2 separate regions of the Zea mays genome follow, and region 1 is linked to region 2. Evidence: chromatin contacts called from public Hi-C data. All regions are on one chromosome and are shown on one strand. The core of a region is the stretch at or near the end of the contact, and the rest is flanking DNA. Distances in the headings are between cores, read along the strand shown.

The links. A called contact is a pair of places that touch in the nucleus more often than the background predicts.
Region 1: a contact with region 2 is called in a Hi-C map of ear, with 2.3 times the contacts expected there. The contact joins the enhancer-like site here to the promoter of LOC103626227 in region 2. A contact is called at or near these places in 2 of 25 Hi-C or Micro-C datasets (ear and tassel).

Annotation. Positions count from the first base shown.
Region 1 is chr5:36,567,988-36,571,451 of Zm-B73-REFERENCE-NAM-5.0, reverse strand. No RefSeq gene overlaps it. Among protein-coding and RNA genes, the nearest start is that of LOC103626228, 70 kb to the right of the region's middle. Within about 2 kb of position 1,966, at least 16 of the 20 cell types and tissues checked have an H3K27ac peak or open chromatin away from gene starts, as enhancers often do. A contact at or near this core is called in ear and tassel, where this site is marked.
Region 2 is chr5:36,465,081-36,468,661 of Zm-B73-REFERENCE-NAM-5.0, reverse strand. LOC103626227 (homeobox-leucine zipper protein HOX23) reads left to right here and starts at 2,161. Exons shown (of 2, transcript NM_001352895.1): 1 at 2,161-2,925; 2 at 3,315-3,581. The coding sequence starts at 2,305.

The DNA.
Region 1 (3,464 bases), core at 717-3,216, 100 kb before region 2:
ATATTATTTTCGTGGTCTGAGCTCGTTATGAAAAACGAACTAATTCTGCGAGGGGCTATTGTTGAGGGTCCTCATTAACCGAAGGTCCTAAAAACATTAAATCATGAGTTTGTTTCAGGTAGGACAGGGTGAAATGTCGAAGGACACCTTCGTATGAGATATCGTGCAGCTGTCGTAGACGTAGAGATGAAGCTACGATGTTCACTTTGGTGGCTTCCATGTGTAATAAAAGGTGCCAGCAGGAGCGAGGCAAGATGTTCAAGACTTGTTTAGCAAGACTACAAAAGGAAAAGACAACAATACCCTAAATTAGCTTTGTAGCTCATATGTATATGATTGAGGACACGATTGTAAATTTGTCGAAGTTGTACCCCATGATTATAAATAGCGACACAGTTGTGTGCATACAATTAGCCTTTTTGGCTCAAGAAAATCGATTCATTCTGCCTACATAGTCATGTTCTTTCCTCACCTTTGCATTATTGTTTGTAAAGCCAAAGGTATATTTGTAATTATTTGTCATATTGTAAAGAGCGAAGCAAAGTAATAACATAACAAGATGAGTAATTTGTTTCATCTTCTATGTTTCATGTTTTGCTCTTGTTGTTACTAGTTTATGTTTCTTACCTTCTCCCTTTAATTGATCCCTTTATGAAGAGTTATTTAAAGGGTGAGGTAATGGGTTGATTCATTTGTGTTGCCTTGTTTTTTATATCCTTCAGGAGCCAAAAATGAGTGACCAGCACTCACCATGCATGGCAAGTGTTGCCGAAATTTTGTATTGACAATCTTATGTTCCTTTGTTGTAGAGAGGAGACCATCCGACTCCACCACAACCTTAGATATAACCCCTTTTTTGTATCATTGTCATAGATCACTTAACCTAGTTAAATGGGGTCACTAATTAGTAATTAGTTAGACATTAGTACATGGGGTTAGGCACATACCATCTTAATTGGTTATTGAATTTTGATTTCGTGTTTCAAATATATGGACAACCTAGTGACCATATACCATGGAGGCATCATGGAAAGAGATCACTGTGGATATGCTGAGTTCATTGATACGCAAAGCATGCTCGTGTTATTCATTGATAGACCTTCCTTCAGTGAGTTGGTTGCAAAGGTTAGGGAGGAGCTAGGTTGCCATGGCGATGATGTCATTGCCGTTAAGGGCATAATTAATCTAGGTCGTCCACCAAATGTCGTAAGGGGAGCAATTTATACTTTAGAGCCGGCCACGTGGGCGCCAGCTCAACGCAGCGAACTGAGACCTCGGCAGCATCATTGTTGGCGTCAAGACGTGCAACCTCGACGCTTATAATGATGGCGCCGAGATAAAGGTCAATTTCCTGAAATAAAACCGAAAAGGGCGTATTTGTGAACAACTTTTTCCAAAAAGGGCCAAAATGCAAAAATACGGTAGTTCAGGGAACGGTGGTGGACTGGTGGTGTCGCTCCGCTAACCATGTCGGCGGTGGTCACGCTCAATGTATGTGTCGGGATGGAGTTCTTTGATATGAAACTCATGGATAGTTACAACGACATCCCAATTCTCATTGTCACGAGGGTGTGAGTGGAGGCGACAGTGAAAATAGGTTCACTGACAGTAGCAAGTACGTGGACATTGACTACCTTGTTTACTTCAATGGCACATGCCCATCTATATGTTAAGCTATCTCTAACAATTTAATCATCTTTTTTTTTTCATTTTAAACTTCAATTTATAAACAGTATAGCCTAAAGCACATAACAATGTTTTATACATCCATTTGTACCATCTGCTGGCCATAGCACATGCGAACTGGTCGGTATCCACGGTGTTGGAGCTAGCACGGATTTGTACCGACCTATGTATGCATTGGATATTTAAGTTGCTTCGAATCGTGTCGCCGTGTCGATCAGTCTGTCTATCTTGGCCATGTAGCAAGAGAGCCGACATGGTTGAGCTGTATTGGGCCATCGGCTGGATTCATGGCCTCGGAAACGTACGAAACTGGGCCTCTACCTGCAGCAGCACCATGAAGTGTACAGGTTCGACTGTGAGAAAATGCGATAACAAATGGGCCCTTCAGATTTGGAGGGATCTCTAATGGAGTATTTGGTTTGAGTATCATCACTTACTATTTTTGTTTGATTTGTGCAATGAAATGAGTTGATCTATCACCACCTCATTTCTCATAGTTAGTTAATATTAATATGAGAAATGTAGCCATCACACCTTAAACCAAACACCCCCTAACTAATTAAATGGTGCTGAGTCAAGCAGTTATGTACATTGACACCACAAGAAAAACAATTTTAGAAGACACTGTCAAGTTATTTTTGGAGGCAGGCACACATTTAAACGTTATGTGCATAATTTTAGTGTCAATGCACATAATTTAAATGGCGCTGAGTCAATGCACAATTTTAAATGTGACCGTCTCCGTAAACATTTAAACGGGATCTAATAAAATATTTGTTTCCAAAAACCATTTATAAAAACAGGTGCCTAATATGATTGCCTTAAAAAATTAAATTCTTAGAGGCGAACATTTTATGATCATCTCTGTTAACTTATGGTTTTTGGAGACTGTCATTCTAAAGTCTTCGCACATAAAATCATTTTATGAAGGCGAAAGTCTTAATGGGTGTTTGTTTTAAAAAATCAATCCATTCTAGATAAATTTGGTGTAATGAACTCATTTCTAATGTTATTTCTAATTATTATCCTATGAGAAATGAAATGGTGATGTATCAACTCATTCCATTTCACAAACCAAATAAGAAAGTGAGAAGATGATAAACTAACTCATCCCTTAAACCAAACACGTTGTAAGATATTCACCTCTATAAGTAGTGGCATCCAAAAATAATTCATAACTTTTTTCATATGGATTCAGATAAAGATAAATTTTATATAAAAATTGTAACTTTCAACATGATTTACAACATTGCAGTTGAAAATATTTTGAATTCAAACTGTTACCAAAATATTGCTATAAATCCATAGATTTTAAAATTTGAAATTTAAAATTATCAAACAATCTCGGTTGTAGGTATGGACTATATGAAAGTTATAGTTCTTAATACACTCCATTGTAGTTGAATGTTTGTTTGAGTTTAAGTCGTTTATAGTCCCAAATGTATGTTTTAAGTTTATAAATTTTGAAATTTAAAATTTTGAATTACTAAACGATCTCAAATATTCACATAGTTAATACAAAATTTATAATGGCTAACATTAGCTACATGTTTATTGTTGATAAGTTTTTTTATTTAAATCCGTTAGATTCTCAAATGTTTGCTCTAAATTCAATTATTTTTATATTCAATTTTGATTATTTTGTAAACAATCTCGCAGAGAATACATTCTGTATCAAATTGTAGTGTTTGACACGATTTAAAACTCACCTTAGCAGCTTACGTTGAGTGTTATATATTTAGGAGCTATCAGAGTCTTGAACAATCTCTTTCATGTTC
Region 2 (3,581 bases), core at 912-3,411:
AGCCCGAGTCCGAGCCCTGGGTTCGGGCGGAGCGGAGTTCGCCGTCTTCCGGGGTCGAGCCCGAGTCCGAGCCCTGGGGTCGGGCGGAGCGGAGTTCGCCGTCTTCCGGGTCTTAGCCCGAGTCCGAGCCCTGGGGTCGGGCGGAGCGGAGTTCGCCGTCTTCCGGGTCTTAGCCCGAGTCCGAGCCCTGGGGTCGGGCGGAGCGGAGTTCGCCGTCTTCCGGGTCTTAGCCCGAGTCCGAGCCCTGGGGTCGGGCGGAGCGGAGTTCGCCGTCTTCCGGGTCTTAGCCCGAGTCCGAGCCCTAGGGTCGGGCGGAGCGGAGTTTCCTATGGCGCCCCTGGCGAGGCCTGACTGCCTGTCAGACTCACTCTGTCGAGTGGCACTGCAGTCGGAGTGGCGCAGGCGGCGCTGTCCTTCTGTCAGACCGGTCAGTGGAGCAGTGGAGTGACGGCGGTCACTTCGGCTCTGCCGGGGGGCGCGTGTCAGGATAGAGGTGTCAGGCCACCTTTGCGTTAAATGCCCCTGCAACTCGGTCAGTCGGTGCGGCGATTTAGTCAGGGTTGCTTCTTAGCAAAGCCAAGGCCTCGGGCGAGCCGGAGATGTGTCCGCCGTTAAAAGGGGGGCCTCGGGCGAGACGGAAGTCCCTCGAGGTCGGCTGCCCGAGTCCGAGGCTAGGCTCGGGTGAAGCGTGATCGAGTCACTCGTATGGACTGATCCCTGACTTAATCGCACCCATCAGGCCTCTGCAGCTTTATGCTGATGGGGGTTACCAGCTGAGAATTAGGCGTCTTGAGGGTACCCCTAATTATGGTCCCCGACAAAGCCTTTGCCAGTTCCTTTGCCGAGTGCCAGCTGGACTAGCTCTCGGCAACGGGGAGCACAAGTGGACCCCTTTACCAGTATTTTAAAACAATTGGATGATAAGTTAACGGTTTTGTTTCGTGTGCATGGGGCTCGAAATTTCTGGTCTGCTCCAGAAATAGGTCGTAACTTGTGCTAAGTAACATGAATATCATTTTTGCATTCACGGTTTTTCATCTTTCGAGCGACTTGCAGTTCAAATCTGAATTATCCGAGAAAATTCAATTAAAAGAACAAAATCTAATAGTTATAGCAAACACTTTTATAATTGTGCCAAAATCGAACATGTAGGTCTACATAGTGTAGGAACACACCACAAAAAGTTTAGTGAGAAAAAGAAAAATAATAATAAAATTATACTTTTGTCGAGTGTCAAAGAAGACACTCGGCAAAGAAGTTATTTTGCTGAGTGCCAAAGTCTGGCGCTCGGCAAAGTTAACGGTCGTCAGCTATAGACGGCTGCTGACGACCCTTTGCCGAGCATCGTGTTTCGCCGAGAGTTTGACACTCGGCAAAGGGGGCTTTGCCGAGAGTCTATCTATGTCGAGTGTCTCACTCTCGGTAAACGATGTCGTTGCCGAGAGTCTTATTTCGCCGAGAGTGATACTCGACAAAGAATGCTTTGCTGAGTGGTACTTGGTAAAGTGTCGAGCAATCAACAAAGAGCCGGATTTTGGTAGTGCAAGGATTACCATGACATGAAAACTGCGACAAGCCAGCCTTTGCATGTGTATGTTTTGTTTGTTCGTCTGACTTTAATTTGTATCAGTTTCTGCTGCTTCTATAATATTTTTGTCTCTATAAATTATATCTGCAATAGTCAAACAACCGGTTTTTATGGTTTGAGTCTTGTTTTTGACTTTATGTATAAATAATGCTGCCATGCAAAGTAGTGTTGTCGTTGTGAAGTAACTCAATTATATATATATATATATATATATATATATATATATATATATATATATATATATATAGACACACACAGTAGGCAGTTTCAATTCTCTGTACGCGCGCAGCTAGCGTTGAGTGCTGGAAATGTTCGTGGTACAGTATATATGCAACAACAGTGGTAGTACGTGGTTGGTACAAAGGTTCCTTTAGCAGATTCCGGTAACATTAGCCGGTTGTAATTTGAACGGCCTTCACTCTCCAATTCCCTTTCCATCTCCCTGTGTCTAGTGTTCTTTTCTTCCACTCCACAAAAATATCTGTTCAATAAATATATATAATGTTGCTAATTTGCATTATATTAGCAGCTCCCGGACTCTTTCAGTTTCTTCCAGCTCTGCCTCTCTGTCACACACACACAAGACTCTCGCTAGCTCCCAAGTCCCAACCAACCTCTAGCAGCTCCATCCCCTCTCTCTCTCTTTCCCCGTGTCAATCTGTGGTGTGGGAAGGAAGATCGATATACTCCCTCCCCATGTTCCTCTCGCTCCTGCGATGAAGCCAATGGCAACCAATGGCATGGCCCCCTCCTTCTTCGCCGCCAACTTCCTCCTCCAAATGCAGCAGGAGCAGCAGGCGCACCACCAGCACCAGCACCATGAGGGCCACGACCACCTCCTGGCTCCCCCTCCCCCGGCGCTCGTCAGCCCCTTCCTCCACGACTTCGGCGGCGCCATGACCGCGCCGCCGCCTCCAATGCTGGCCACCGGCATTAAGCGCATGTACCCTGACGGCATGTGTGACGACGGCAGCGGCCACCTGCACGCGGAGCCCAAGCAGCACCAGCAGGACTGCGGCGGCGGCGCGTCGGACGACGAGGAGGGGTCCGCCGCGGCGGCGTGCGGCGAGCGGAAGCGGCGGCTGAGCGTGGAGCAGGTGCGCACGCTGGAGCGCAGCTTCGAGGTGGCCAACAAGCTGGAGCCGGAGCGCAAGGCGCAGCTGGCCCGCGCGCTGGGGCTGCAGCCCCGCCAGGTGGCCATCTGGTTCCAGAACCGCCGCGCCCGGTGGAAGACCAAGCAGCTGGAGAAGGACTACGACGCGCTGCGCCGCCAGCTGGACGCCGCCCGCGCCGAGAACGACGCCCTCCTCTCCCACAACAAGAAGCTCCAGACAGAGGTGTGTACTATGATGTAGCAGTAACGAGTAACAATGCCATCGCCATGCGCATCAGGATCTACGACTACGACCCAGGCCACAACTAAAATCCATGCATCTGGATCGGAGAATTCAAGTTATACCATAGCATAGCAAGCTAGAGGATCGTAGATAGGAATAGGATCCATCCATGGGCGTCGACTCTGCATAAAGTGCGCATGTCGGGATGGGTGCCGGCCTGCGCCTGCTGTCGGCCACCCATGCATGCATGGCCTCTCTCCTTTTCTCTCGTCTCATCGTCTGTGATGTGGTGGTGGTGCCGCCGTGCCGGTGCCGGTGCCATGCAGCATGATTAACCACTCGATCTACCAATAATCACCGGTCCCGTCGATCCTGTCCATCGCGTGCAGATCATGGCGCTCAAGGGAGGCGGAGGAGGGAGGCAGGAGGCGGCGTCGGAGCTCATCAACCTCAACGTCAAGGAGACGGAGGCGTCCTGCAGCAACCGCAGCAGCGACGAGAACAGCTCCGAGATCAACCTCGACATCTCCAGGCCGCCTCGGGCCGCCGACGAGAGCCCCGCCGCCATGGACAGCTACCGCGGCATCCCGTTCTACGCCTGCGCCCGCGCCGACGACGTCGACCAGCTCCAGCTCCTGCACAGCGGCGGCCACCCG